2 separate regions of the Rattus norvegicus genome follow, and region 2 is linked to region 1. Evidence: chromatin contacts called from public Hi-C data. All regions are on one chromosome and are shown on one strand. The core of a region is the stretch at or near the end of the contact, and the rest is flanking DNA. Distances in the headings are between cores, read along the strand shown.

Evidence for each region. Hi-C and Micro-C count contacts between places; a contact is called where the count stands out from the background.
Region 2: a contact with region 1 is called in a Hi-C map of Schwann cells, with 1.8 times the contacts expected there. The contact joins the enhancer-like site here to the promoter of Skil in region 1. A contact is called at or near these places in 4 of 12 Hi-C or Micro-C datasets (Schwann cells, liver and mammary epithelial cells) and 1 of 1 datasets of contacts at active chromatin or transcription factors (oligodendrocytes).

Annotation. Positions count from the first base shown.
Region 1 is chr2:114,201,670-114,205,126 of GRCr8, forward strand. It overlaps Skil (SKI-like proto-oncogene), which reads right to left and starts at 1,903. Exons shown (of 7, transcript NM_001398590.1): 1 at 1,856-1,903; 2 at 1-302.
Region 2 is chr2:114,244,780-114,247,775 of GRCr8, forward strand. No RefSeq gene overlaps it. Among named protein-coding and RNA genes, the nearest start is that of Skil, 43 kb to the left of the region's middle. Within about 2 kb of position 1,677, at least 20 of the 93 cell types and tissues checked have an H3K27ac peak or open chromatin away from gene starts, as enhancers often do. A contact at or near this core is called in Schwann cells and liver, where this site is marked.

The sequences.
Region 1 (3,457 bases), core at 653-3,152:
TTTAAGCAAAGCATGTGGAAAGTTTATGCCATGACTGTATCCTGAAACTACACCCAAACACGAGTTACAATGATGCAATGGTTTTAGTTTTTGCCAAGAACACCAAAAAAGAAGAGGCAGGTATCCTCACTGAAAATGGTGGTCTGTGGCTCTGTGCTGACAAACTGAAGACTTGTCTAAATCTCCACACAGCAGGAGCCTGGCTCCACCTGAACTTTTATAATTAGCAATATACATACACTAAGTAAAAAAGCTGCCCAGTTTATCTTCAGGGATTACAGTTCATTCTTCTTTTAATTGATCTGGAAGAGAAAGGGGTGGGGAGAGTTACATTTGAATTAGCTCCAGAGGCCAAAGGGTCTGTTTAAAACCAGTTTCTTAATCTTAAACTCAGTTCACTTTGCCAAAGGTAACACTTGGGTGGTTTCTTCCAACCTAACACCAGTTATCTAAAAGAAACTTCATCTAAATAGGAAGCAGTCCAGACCGTGGGTAACAGGAGCATTAAATAATATCTCTCCAAACAAGGAAGAGTACACAAATTTAGAATACGGATAACCAAAACGCAGTAGCAGAGGCTTTCTCAACTATGCATGCCATTTAAATTTTAAAAAGTAATCCTTTCTCTTCAGAAAAAAGAACCCTGTAGTTTCTGCTCTCCCCCCACCCCGCAAAAGATACATGTTAATATACCTACCATATGTAATTAAGTCTCAAGCAGATTAATTCATCTAGTCAATATATACTATCTTTTTAAATTGAAGAAGAAGAAAAACTTTCCCTTTAAAAGGTTAGCGAATTTGCTTAATGGAAGCCAAAAGCTGTAAGACTCCATGCCTGGAAATCTCCATCCTTTAGCAAGACTAATCCGGGACAAAAAGCACAAGGCAGACAGACCTCACAAAGAATGCAAATGGAGGCAGAGTGGCGAAAAAGAGTATTCATCCACTTCCCTCCCTGGAGAAAACCCAATAAAAGCCGATAAATAAAAACCTTTGCTTCTAAACTCCCAGCAATTTATGTTAACACAAACCCAGAGAATTACGGACGAAAGCCACCTAGCCACCGTACTGTGACTTTCGCCACTACAGGGACACCTCAGCCAAGGCGAGCCAAGGAAAAGGGCAGGAGGCATGACCTAGACCAGGGGCGCCCCCGCAGCCCTGCGCACACGCAGAGACACCCACTCATCATCAACCCGAAGGACCGGGAAGCAGAGGACTCCCGACGTCTGGTGAGGTGAGAGGGGGCAGAGGAAGTAGGAGTCCTCCCAACCCCCACCTCTGTGACCGGGATCACCCTAAGTGCCCTCCCCACATCGCCCCACTGCGGGGGCCGCCGGTGGAAATCCCCCACGCACTCGGTCCGCGGGAAGTTCTCTGGGGTTACCTCTGCGCCCCAGGGCTGCGCCTCCCCACCACTGACCCACCCTGAGCCGTAACACCCAGAGGGGCGCAGGCAGGTTGGGCGCCAAGCCCGGAAGCCTGCGTCGCTGGACGCTCAGAGATGGGGCCAGCCCGAGGCATCCCCGCCGAGCGCAGACGGCCGGGGGATGGCGGCGATGACCGGTGTCCAGGTCTCCCGGGTCCCGGCGGCTCGGGTCAAGTGCACCGCCATCCCCTCCCAGCCGACCCGTCCTAGAATCTGCGAGGCCTGTACACCCGTGGGACCCCCGCCGCGCGCCCTGTGCCCTCGACCCCGCCCGGGACCCCACGCATCCCGGACGCCCCACTCAGGCCCTCGGCGCCCGGACAGCCCCACGGGCTCTGTGGCCTCCCCATAACCCCCCCGCCGCCGCCTCAGCGCCCCCAGAGGCCGCACGCCCCTCACGTCCCCTCGCGACCTGCGGCCGCACCTGTGCCCGCCGTCGCCGTCGCCGTCGCTCGCCCGCCGCCTTCGCTGTGCCGGCGCCGCTCCGAACCCCACACACATCGCTACACACAGCCTCTGACGTCACCCGGCCCGCGGCCCGCCCACGTCACTGCGGAGACACGGCTTCCCGCAGACGCCGCCGCCGTCTCCGGCCGCCCGGGGGACAGCGAGGGCGGCGGGCGGGGGAGGGGAGGGAACTAAGCCAGCGGCGCCGCGCGGCCCCGCGCCAGCCAGTCCCTCGAGCGCGCGCGCCGTCTGCCCTATTGTGGCTCCTCGCGGTCTGCGCGCTTCAGGCTGCGCGCGCCTCTCCGGCCCTGGCCGGGGCGCGCGCCTGGTGCCTCCGCCGCGCACGCGCGTGCGCCGGTCTCCCGCTCCCCCGCCCCCTCCCGCGCGTGCCCCGCGCTGCTGGCTGGCCCGGCGCGCCGTCTGGGCGGCTGGCGCACGGCACTGTCTGCGGTGCCCGGCGCAGACAGGATGTTCCCTCGGCCCCACCCCCGCCGCCCTCCTTCCTTCCTCGAGTCGCCCAGCCGGCTGTCTGGGGCCGCCCCCGCCACGCCCGCCGCCGTGTGGTGACGGGCCAGACCTGGGGGCGCCCTGGCCGCTGGGCCGCCGCGCGGCAAGGCGGGGGTGAGAAGGCGGAGAGGGGGTAGGGCGCGGCGGGCTGCACTGTGCGCGACCCCGGCAGCTGGCCGCGCCCGAGGTCAGACTCGGCCAACAGCCCCCCACCCCCGCGGCCGCAGCTGGCCGCCTGGCCCCGCCCCGGAGGTAGCCTGCGGGTGGCTCCCCGCCGCGACCCCCGGGCTGAGCCCGCCGCGCAGACGCCCCCGCGCTGCCACCCTCCCCGTTCAGCGCTGCCACCTGCCCCCGTGCTCCCCCCGCGCTCCCTCCCCCAGCTCTCCCCCCCCCCGCCGGCGCGCAGACGTCGCGGGGCCTCTCGCCCCCGTGGGGCCTCCCGCCGCGGCCGCCCTGCCAGCTGCTGGCGATCAGCCCCGCCTGGCCGCGCTGGGGTGGCCTCACCCGGTCGCCTCCCGGGCCGCCATCGCCCGGGAGGCGGAGGTTTCAGCACCGCCGGGGCAGACCTTGCTGCCCCAGCTGCTCTCGTCCTCCATAAAGTGACCGGTTCTAATTCACTAAGCACTTTGGTTGGGGTTTTCGGGCTTTTCCTTTTTTTTTTTTTTTTTTCTTTTTTCTTTTTCTTTTTTTTTTTCCAGAGACGGTAAGAGGTGGGGGAAGATAACCACTTTCGGCTGCCACCTCGAACCGCCGGCGGGGGTGGATGAGGGGACTTCCTAGCCAACGTACCCAGGATAGCTCGAATATTCAACTCTGTGAAGCTAGCCCGTCATATTTCGAAACACCAAGAAATCCCCTTTTCTCCACCCCACCGCAGGATCAGGAACTGAAATAGCGCAGCGAGTAGCACTGCGCAGACTTAGGGAACTCAAGCTTCGGCGACGGCGGTGCTCCCCGCCCCCACTCCACCCCTCCTTTTTATTTTCTTTTTTTTTTTCTCGCCCAGTTTATTTTACCGCTTCGGGGTTACTCATGTTTGGGTCCACATTTGCAGCTATCCAATTGGGAGTAC
Region 2 (2,996 bases), core at 427-2,926, 43 kb after region 1:
ACCTCATTGTTCCTCTTAGGCTGTTTGGTTGTTTTGGGGTTTTTTTTTTTACACCTATCAGTCCCAGGGATTCAAACTAGAGCCTCATGCAACCTATGGCCCTAGTTAAAATCATGTTTGCAAGGGACAATCTAAATGTCTTAATTATAGATTAAATCAATAAAGGACACCGCTTTAATGTCCTGTAACATTTGATACAGAAATAACTAAATTCCTGTGCATATTAATAACCATGTCAGCTTTAATTTTACTTGTATTTATTTCTATTTATTTGAGACAGGCTCTCCTTTAATGCAGACCGGGATTAGAGGTACCTGTCATGGCTGCCTCTGCTTTTAGTCTCACTATCAACTAGAAGTATTCTTCACAGGAGAAATGTGGCCTAATTAAACCCTCACATATATTTCCTCACTGCCTGACACAAAGGAGGTTCTCAGTCGCAGTCCATAAACATAGAAGTTACAGTACCTACAGAGGGAAAGAATCCTACTTAAGCCAAACTCCCAAATAACGCAGCTTTCACTCTGAAGAACAATTTGAATAATATGTTGACTTGATTAAAATCGAGACACAGGGGTTGGGGATTTACCTCAGTGGTAGAGCGCTTGCCTAGCAAGCGCAAGGCCCTGGGTTCGGTCCCCAGCTCCGAAAAAAAGAAAAAAGAAAAAATCGAGACACAGATGAACCCCAATAAAATCTTGAACTTCTTGGTCACTGGGTGCTTGCTGGTAAGACTGCTTCTGCAGGATATCTCTGACCATCCTTAGGCAAGAGACTGACCCCTGGTGGTGAAGCATAGCATCATCACTCAGCCAACCAAGACCAAAATTGTCAGCCCCACTTCCGATCTCCCACAAGCGCAAACCACACTGCGAGCTAGGGAGAGACCATTTTAACCCAGGAAATCTACATAAGCACATGCGTATGCTTTTTTTTTTTTTTAATTCTAAGCCAACTTTTTCTGAAATACAGTTGTTCATAATATCAAACAGAAATTTCCTTAAAATTGCACTTTTCCAACTCCTGTAGAACTATGGTGCCTCCACTCGGCTTGCACCGCCACAGTGGAGTTCCGATTTACACACCCGCCCCTCCCTCCGCATACACACACACCAGAACCCCGGGAACCCTGCTGCTGCTGCTGCTGCTGCTGCTGCTGCTGCTGCTGCTGAGAAAAAAGTTCTCACTCTCCCCTCCCTACACAGTGCAACACGGAACCTGCTGAGAGCCGAGGGATCTTCCACCTTTCTGCTCAGCGCAGCCGTGCCAGCAACTCTCTCCGTAAATGTATCTGCTCTCTACTCTCCATCTTGGCTGAGAAGCTTCTTTTTCCTACTGGGCAGCAGTTAATGTGAACTCCAAATCCATCATGCTAAGAATAAACAATAGGTGTGCTCAGCCATACGAATTTGACATCTATCCCGAGGATGAGCAAACACCTTAGAAGAGGACGTAAAGCCAGGGGATGGGGAGGAGAGCTGCGAAACGCTGTCTTTTGAACGTGACCGGGCTATTGTACCCATGCGCCCGGCTGCTGTGGTTGCCTGCCTGTACGAGTTGCACAAAATGAAGCCAAATTCCAAAATGAATTGAAGGCGCGGGTGGGGAGGTAGGGGGTTGGGGACGGACTAAAGGACTCACTCCTAGGGGAGGAGTTACTGGCAGCTGAGGGAAGTGGGGGCGGGGCGGGCGTGTCATCTTTCTTAAGGAGACTACGGGTAGGTTGCTCTGTGCTCCTGTGGAAGGCTCCGCAGCGTGCGCACATGGGCAGCTCTGATTGGCTGTGAGTTATGAAGACAAAACAACTGTCTGCTTCGAGGAGGGGGAGGGTCTAGAGCTGAAATGAAGAATGTTGGGTGGATGACCAAATACATTGTATACATGCACGAAATTCTCAAATAAAAACATATTTCAGAATCTTCCAATCAACGCTTGAATTATACTCTTAAGCTTAAAATAAGGAAAGTTTAGAAAAACATCAAGGCTGACATACTGTTTCTCAGCCCTTGCCTTGTATGTATGAAGCTGTGGGCCCAATCCTTAACAAAAACCAAAACCAAACCAAACAGTAAAACGGAGCCAAACCAGCCACAAATACAGATCCTTCGGTTCACGGAAACATCTGTGCTAAGTAAAACCTCAGTGATGAGAAAAATTGCTCACATTTTCTAGGATACAGCTCAGAATTAAGAAGCAAGCCCTGGTTTCGAGCCCCCTCCGACTCTGACTCTGGCTTTCCACCCTCCCTCCTTCCCTCTCTCTTTCTGTATTGAGTCCATTAAAATGTAAAGTTAAGGAGCTGGGGAAAATAGCCGTACAGCTATGCCTGAGTTTGATAAACATGCAGGGCAGGTGGTATGTGTCTGTGATCCCAGCTCGGGGAGATGGAGACAGGATGATCTTTGGGACTCACTGGCCAACTAGACCAGGCTACTCTAGTTTAACAACAAAAATAACAAACAAAAGATGGACCACTTGAGGCCGCCTGAGGCCCATGTACCCACAAGCACACCCAAAATTCCAAAGTTATGTTTCTGTAATATACATTTTATTCCTAAGTGTTAATATAAAGTCAGAAAACTACTCACAAACAGAAAGTTCTTATAACATTTTTCTTTAAAAACATATTTGTTATATATGAGTGCACTGTAGCTGTCTTCAGATGCAACCAGAAGAGGGCATCGGATCCCATTACAGATGGTTGTGAGCCACCATGTGGTTGCTAGGGTTTGAACTCAGGACCTCTGGAAGAGCAGCCAGTGCTCCTAACCATTGAGCCATCTCTCCACCCATAAAAATTTTCAAATTGTTATTTATCAGGAGACAGTGCTGTTGCACTTGTGTGGCAGTCAAAGGACAACTTTCAGGAGTGGCTTCTCTATTTCTACCACGTGGGTCCCAGGGACCCCATTTATGTTGTCAGGACTGCTGACAAGGGCCTGCACTACTGAACCATCTCGCCCCCAACTTTCTTTCAAGACAAGCTTTGATCATGT